Regions from separate parts of the Anas platyrhynchos genome. Here region 2 is linked to region 1. The links are chromatin contacts, called in public Hi-C maps. All regions are on one chromosome and are shown on one strand. Each heading gives the region's core, a stretch centred on a gene start, on an enhancer-like site or on the middle of the called end of the contact. The rest is flanking DNA. Distances are from core to core; before and after follow the strand shown. Region 1 holds the start of VPS35L (VPS35 endosomal protein sorting factor like). Region 2 holds the start of GPRC5B (G protein-coupled receptor class C group 5 member B).

Region 1 (3,644 bases), core at 450-2,949:
TGTGCTGGAAGTCCTATGATTTTTTTTTTTTCCTTCCTGTCTGTGGCACTTTGTTACAGAAATAATTTTAGACGAGATTAAGTGAAGTATATGTTCAACAAAAACTTGAGATGGCAAGATTTTAATTGTTTTATTGTTTCAGACTTGCAGACGATTGTGTATAATAATGATTCATATGCCTTATGTTTTCTTTTTGACGACTGCACTTTTTCTGAGCAGTTTCTCTTGTACCATGATCTAACAGCCCTTGTGCTGAAATCATGTTTCCTGGTTTCAGGGGGGTAAAAACCTCTACCAAAACCCAAGAAAAACAGTCTCTCATTTAAGAAAATCTAATACTGACATATCATGTTCATATTTTGTCTTGGTTGTCATATTGATGGATATTATTCTTCAACATGAGGAGAGTGGAAGTCTCTAAGTTCTTTCTCTTAATGAACTGGTAATGGGATGTTAACATTAGAAACCAGAGGAAAAACTTGGCTACTTAAGTGTTTGCAGTGCTTACTTCTTTGCTCTTTTACTGTAGAACTAGGGAACTGATTACTTAAATGTGAAATGGGTTATATTTTGTTTTCTTCCTAGTATCAGTGCAGTGCAACCTTGGAGGCTTTGTAACATGCGGACACTGATAAAGGAGAAAAAAGACTGATAAATTTTGTTGGGTTAAACAATAACTTTAAAAAGGAGGATTAATAGTAAGATGAAGAGAGTTCTCTTCAGCAAGGGCAACAAACAAGTTGGCTTGCTTGTGGCACTAGTTGTGACCTCTATCAGTAAGTGTGTCCTCTGCAGCTAGTTACATTGTTTAAAAACAAATGTTTTGTACCAGGTGATACCAGATTGCTTATGTAGAAAAAGCAAAATACTTCCTAAATACTTTGAAGATGTCACTGCACAGTGGCTCTGTGCTGTAACTTTTATTTGAAAGCTTCAAGGGGTGCCTTCCCTAATGGTGCAAATATAACAGTTTATACCAGTGGAGAACCTGCCTCCTTCATATAAATTCTCTGGCTCTTTAAAATTTCAGATGTAATCCAAAAAATGCCTGAGACAAGCTTCTGGCTTACTGAGTAGTCATCAAAATGCTGATTTGATTTCTTTTGTTTGGAAGCTCCAGAAATAGGAGTGGAAAACATCTCAAAGGGGAAAAAAAAAAAAAAAAAGACAAGTGTAACCTGTGCCGCAGGTGGCAAAGCTTGCTGTTGATATATCAGAGCTAAGGACTGATGCTTTTAAAGGATGTTTTATATACTGTATTTATTATTAGCATAGTCAATATGTTGACATAAAGATAAGTTTAGTGTGTGAGTAAAAATGAATGCATACCTTCAGGTCAGGTTTCACACCTGAGCCTCTTTTACTTTAAGCATGTTTCCAATGTGTGTAATAAGACCTTGTAGCACAACTTCGTTTGTTTTTAATGAACTTTCATGCGGCCTTTCTCTTGACAAGTGCCAGAATTTGTTTGTTGTATTTGATCTGTGTTTTTTATTTATACATACTTAATTTATCTGACTTTTTATTTTGTGTGCAACTGTAATATCATTACAGAAGTGTATTTATTTTTGTACTTTCATTTTCACCGGTCTTGCTTTTTACTTAAACATGTTGCACAATAAACCTGCAATCTTTCAAAAGATTGGGCTATTTGTTTGTTTGCCCCCTAATTGCACGAAAATCGCCGCGTTAATTAGGACGGGGCCGCGGGATGGGGCGGGGCGGGAAATGGCGGCGGAAGGCTCAGCACGGCCGCCGCATCACGTGACGAGGGGGCAAGATGGCCGCCTTCCCCTGGTGAGCCGGTGGGAGGGGGCCGGGGGCGGGCAGGGCCCGGGGCCGAGGCTTCTGAGGGGGCTGCCGGGCTCTGCGGCTCCGTGAGGGGAGCGTGGGGGGCACGGCGGGGGGAGAAGCCTTCGGGAAGCGAACCCCGGCGGGGCTCGGGGCCGCTGGGCCTGAGGGGGCTGAGGCGGCGGCGGCGGGGGGTCCTGGAGCGTCCCCCGGGGTCGTGGCGCCGCGGTCCCCCCTCAGGATGCCGAGGGAGGCGGCTGAGGGGGGCGGTGGCTGAGGGAGCGGGCTGCTGAGAGCCTTTACGGGCTTTAAGGGCTCTTCGTTTGTTTTCCCGAAGTAAACAAGAAAAATAGTTTAGAGCAGTTCGTTTTTTGGCCCGGTGTGATCCTGCTGCCTTTTATGATGCCCCTCTAAGAGGAAGGGGCAGGGGAGATAACGGAGGTGCGGTCCCGCCGTGCCCAGGGGATGTCGCTGTTGATCCCCATCGGAGCCTCCTTGGTGGGTACCGTGAGGTGAAGGTTTCTGTGGAGAGAATTTAAATTTGCTACCAAGGGCTTTAGTTTCCATTAATTACCTTATACGAGCTCACTGGGACTGGGCGCTGTGGTTGTGGGCGTGTGCTGAGGAAGCAGAGCCCAGGCGGCAACACGAAGCGTTTCCACAGGAGCACAGCATCCAGCCGGGGAAGCTGCGCTTTGTACAAAACAATAATTTACATGGGCTGGTGGTGTGGTGAGGAAGGATAAAGGGGGCTCTGTCTCTGACAGAATTAAGGAAGATATGATTGTAGTTACTCTTTTCTCCAAACTTGTTTTTCTTTACAAATAAGCTGTGTTTCTGGAAGGCTTGCCCTCCTGATGCAGCTGATTTACTGGAGTCCTGAGCAAGCTAACAAGGCTAACGTAGAATCAAGAAAAGTAAAATGCAGTGTTGTGGTTTAACCCAGTTATTGGGTTGACATAAATTTCCCATATGTATATATTCATGCTGAAAATCATATCTTCTTTGTTATTAACATGAGCAAATATTTAATATAAAGTGGAAATAATTCATAGCTGTAAAAGTTTGTTGACGGAAACCAGTTGAAATTTTATATCAATGTCAGAGCCGTGCTTTCTAAACTAAAGCCTTTTGCACTGCAGTGAATTTAAAACGTGTATTTACACAGCTAAGAAAATCTGAGGGTATAATACAGTTGTAAGCCATCAGGTGGCTGCTGGAATTGCTGGCGTGCCCTTAGCGTGCCCTAGTGACCCTGCAGAAACTGCAAGGAACAGGCACGGCTGCAACTCCTGGCTTTCTGGGGGGCTGGGAGCTGAAACAGCTCCAGTAGCCTGTGGGGTAAGGTAATAGCAGTCCCAGGAGAACGGACCGCTTGCGGGGAGGAGGTTGGATGTCTGGCAGGCATTCAAGGTTGATGGCAACCACAGTAATCCTCCTGTGTGAAAAACGCTTGAAAACTGCTGTGGAGAAAGTACCTGCAGGCAGGGGCGTATCCTGCTGCATGCACTGCAGGTGGAACCCTGACTTGGCCTGAATCTTGTTTTCTCCTGGAAGCTGGCTGTGCTGCTGTGGCCGAGAAAGGAAAGCTTAATCTGCTTTCCCTAGAGGAGAGGCAGAACATCATGGCAAAGCGAGCTTGAACTCCTTACTCGTATTAGTTCCATTACAAGCTGTGTTGATCACTTGATCACATTGTAAATGCACTTTCTAAAGAGTTATTTACGGGGTAAACAGCTCTTCTTCATTCCCACACATGTATTCGACGTGTATGCATGCCCAGTGATGCCTTACGGTGTGGTTAGAATAAAGCTGATTTTGGCCTGGGAATGGTGTGCCAAGGGGGAGCTGTG
Region 2 (3,644 bases), core at 382-2,881, 130 kb after region 1:
GAAAACCGCCCCCACCACCAAGTGTTGTGGAGAGATGGTAGCGAGTGAGGAATTAATCACAACACGGGATCTCTGCCAGCTCCTTTTGATCAGATTTGAAGAATGAGCTTCAAGACTGATAACAGAGCAGCAACAGCCGAGCCAAGATCAGTCTACTGAGGAGATGTATTTCTAGAATAATAATTAATAGTGCAATTGCACTTTGTACGCAAAAACACAACCCTGGTTTGGATTTACCCTGAGTTGGAACAACCCACGTAATGCTCACAGCTACAGAAAGCATGACCCCTCTCCAAAAGACGTAGGAAAATGTGTTTTCATTTAGAAATACTTTGCAACGCTGAATGTTATATGCAATGATCTTTCAGCTGTTCTAGGTGCTCACCATTTCCTTCGGTCAGACACTGTATGTACTCTGTACCTAAATGCTTATGACTATGAAGTCTGGTCTTATTATGCTACTATCGACCAATGACACCAATCAATGTTTTTCCTTTGCTTTGCTAATTCTCCAACTGTTTCTCTTCATGTCACAGCCTCGTGATGGAGGGGTTCCCTTCACCTGATGGCCCTGATGCAGGGAGACAACACCTCAGCACCCACAGCCCCGGCTGGTAAGCAGCACATAAAGCACCGCACAGGCTCCGTGCTCCAGCAGCGAGAGCCCACCGAGGTGTCGAGGTTCAGCGGGCAGGAAATCCTGTTAGCCTTGGGATAAACATTAGGTCAGGCGTAAACAAAGGGTTCACATGAGTGCTAAATCCTATCGCTCTTTGGCTTTGGGGAGAAGCAATACAGAGGGAGGGCTTTTTATTAAGTGGAAATTAAACAGCTGGCGGGGCTCAACCCTCCCGAGCCGCGCTGCACCCCGACCTGGGGCTCCCACCTTCCAGCTGAGGCCGGGACCGGGCAGAAAGGAGCAGCCAGGGGCCAGCAAAAGGCTTCTCCCCCCGGTCCCGGTCCCGGTCCCGGAGCACAGCGCCCGGTGCCGGGGGGCGCGGGGCCGGGCAGCCCCCGCCTGCGGCCGCTTCCCCGCTCCCCCTTAATCCTCCCGCACCGCCGCCTCCTCCCCGCCCGCACATAGCCCGCTCCAGCCCGCTCCCCTTCGGTCCCCCTCTCCCTTCGCTCTCCCCTCTCTCTTCCCAGGCTCTCCGTCCCTCCCCCAGCCTGGCTCAAAGCCCCCTCCTCGCCAGCCCTTCCCGGCGGGGGCAGCCCCCTCCTCCGCCCCCCTCTGCTGCCCTATATCCACCCTAATCCCCCTGCCGGACTCCCTGCAGCCTGCTGTCTGCTGCCGGCCACCGGGCTAATTCCGCGGGCGCAGCTTGGGGCCGGCACCTCCGGGGGCCAGGAACTGGGGAATGGGGACCGGAGAATAGAGACCGGGGGCTGGGGAATAGGGACCGGGACCGGGGACCCCACTCACCCGCTGGCTGCTGCAGCCGAGGCCGGCGGGGCAGCTGTGTCCGCCTGCCCGCCGCAAGTCACATCCCGGAGCCTGCGAGCACCGAGCCCCCCCGGGGCTGCTCATGGAGCGCCTGGCCCCGGCACGGCACAGCACGGCACGGAGCGGTGCGCTGCCCGCCCTGCTCTGCACCCTCCGCCCCGCTGCGCTACGACCCGGCGGCCAGCCCCCTCCCACCGCCCCGCCCCGGCACGGCTCGGCTCGGCTCGGCTCGGCACGTATCCACCTCCACGGGCACTGGCACGGCACGGCTCGCCCCCAGCCCGGCCGGATTGCTGCTGCGAGGTGCAGGGACCGCAGGGCACGGGGAGCCGGGAGCAGGCACCGTGCACAGCCAGGCGTGCGGTCCTGCGCGCCCCGGTGCTGTGCGGACGGGGTGCGAGAAATCCGGGCTGCACACCCATCCCGGCACAACGGCTGCGTGTGCACACCTCGGGCTGGTTTGGGGCTGGCAGGGGAGGGAGGCTTTGCAGCTCCGTGGCAGCTGGGGTTTGCGATGGGCTGGAAATATTCACCCCATCTGCCTCCGGTGCACGTGTCCAACCTGCTGCTACCTTAGACATTCAGAAGAGAGAAATTGTATTGAGCAAGCGACATTTTCCAGGTTGCTTATGCAGCACAATTCAGGAACAGGCCCTGTGAACACATGGGGCCCCGCAAAGGCGATGCTCAGAGCTGGTCGGTGCCTCCCAGTTCGCAATGTGCAGCTCACGTCCCCCTTCCCAGCCTCTGCACAGCCCAGCTCTGGAAAAGCTGCAACCCCTCCGAAAGCAGATGCTGTATTCACAGGACAGGGCTTCCTGCAGATTTCGGAAGGAGTTATTTGTAGCAGGGAAAGACAGCTTCAGTTGGTGATGTTCATTGCACAGCAAAAACTTGTCTGCCTTTTAAGCCTTTAGACTACATCCGTGCGACGCCCTGTGACTGGCAGCCGCCCTGTGCTGTGCGTCAGTCTTTTGATGCTTTCAAACTGCTAATGGGAAACTGGGCAGACACAAGTGCAATGGCGTTGTCAGCGGGGAGCGATGGACACCCGTCCTTCCTGACTGCAGGTAGCGCGCTGTGCATCTTGCCAGGCTTCCATATCCAGAGCCTTTCAAAGGGAAACTGCCGAAATGTGTTCTCCAACACAGATCTGTAACCTTTAACCAGCCTCATGCTAGCACGCATGGCTTCATTTAGATGTCAAATGTTATGTCCTGGGGGGTTACCTGAACTTCTCAGGGTAGCTGACGTGCAGTAAATCAGATGGTGCTGTTGCAATGCGATTCCCTGTGTTTAGGCTGGGCAGCAGGAGGAGAACAGCTGCAACAGAACAATTTCATGTTTCTGCTCTTTTCTCCCTTGCTGATTCTGGATTTTAGGCACTGGTGTTATTTGAGTCACATGTAAGCAATAATACCCTGCCCTTGCATCAGTCGATATCTACACGCTATACAAAGTAAACCAGGAAATTTACAGAAACTGAGGCAGTGAGAAGTGAAGTGGCTGTGAGCTGCCCAAGGTCACTCAGCAGCCTGGCAGGAGAGTAAAAAGTACCAATTCACTAGCTCTGCCTGTACCCCCACTCCAGCTCAGGAGTGTGAGCCTGTGTGCTACAGTAACAAGCAAAGATCTTCTTGTATATAGATAAACACACAGAGTTCTCTGTACCACGCTGGATACAGCGAGGTAGACCAGAGGGGAGGATGAATCACAAGAATTCATGTGATAAAGGTCTTGGCCCACTCACAATGGAGCAATGTACTGAGCCCTTCAGCAAATGCAAATTTTTGTCATTGTTCCCTTCCCTCTGTGCATCCCTACCACAACTCTTGGTACCAGTAAAGGAAGTGGCCTCCTCCATTTGCCTTTTACTGGCAGAGCAGGGAAAATAATGCTCCTCCCAACAAGTACTGGTGGAACATTAACAAGTAAGCCTGATTTCTCTCCCAGTGAAGCATATTTTTTAGTATTAGCTGCCATGAGTCTGTGAAGGATAGAACACAGAATTACCAAGGACTATTGTAGAGTAGATGGACTAAACCATAGCTCCCTTTGCATTACTTTCTTCTGGTAGTTAACGTTAAAAATATGTTCTGAAAATATGCTTTAATTAAGGGGAAAAGAATTTTCATCAGTCAATCGTCAGCTCATCAGCAAGTTCGGTGTTTCCTTCCCCCAAGAGAACAAGAAGGTAGAA

What was found. A called contact is a pair of places that touch in the nucleus more often than the background predicts.
Region 2: a contact with region 1 is called in a Hi-C map of liver, with 5 times the contacts expected there. The contact joins the promoter of GPRC5B here to the promoter of VPS35L in region 1. A contact is called at or near these places in 2 of 8 Hi-C or Micro-C datasets (liver and subcutaneous adipose tissue).

Annotation. Positions count from the first base shown.
Region 1 is chr15:11,633,752-11,637,395 of IASCAAS_PekinDuck_T2T, forward strand. VPS35L (VPS35 endosomal protein sorting factor like) reads left to right here and starts at 1,700. Exons shown (of 31, transcript XM_027468792.3): 1 at 1,700-1,797. The coding sequence starts at 1,781. It overlaps CCP110 (centriolar coiled-coil protein 110), which reads left to right. Exons shown (of 15, transcript XM_072024139.1): 15 at 1-1,640.
Region 2 is chr15:11,763,855-11,767,498 of IASCAAS_PekinDuck_T2T, forward strand. GPRC5B (G protein-coupled receptor class C group 5 member B) reads right to left here and starts at 1,632. Exons shown (of 4, transcript XM_027468815.3): 1 at 1,424-1,632. LOC139998781 (a long non-coding RNA gene) reads left to right here. Exons shown (of 3, transcript XR_011803704.1): 1 at 1-406; 2 at 537-614.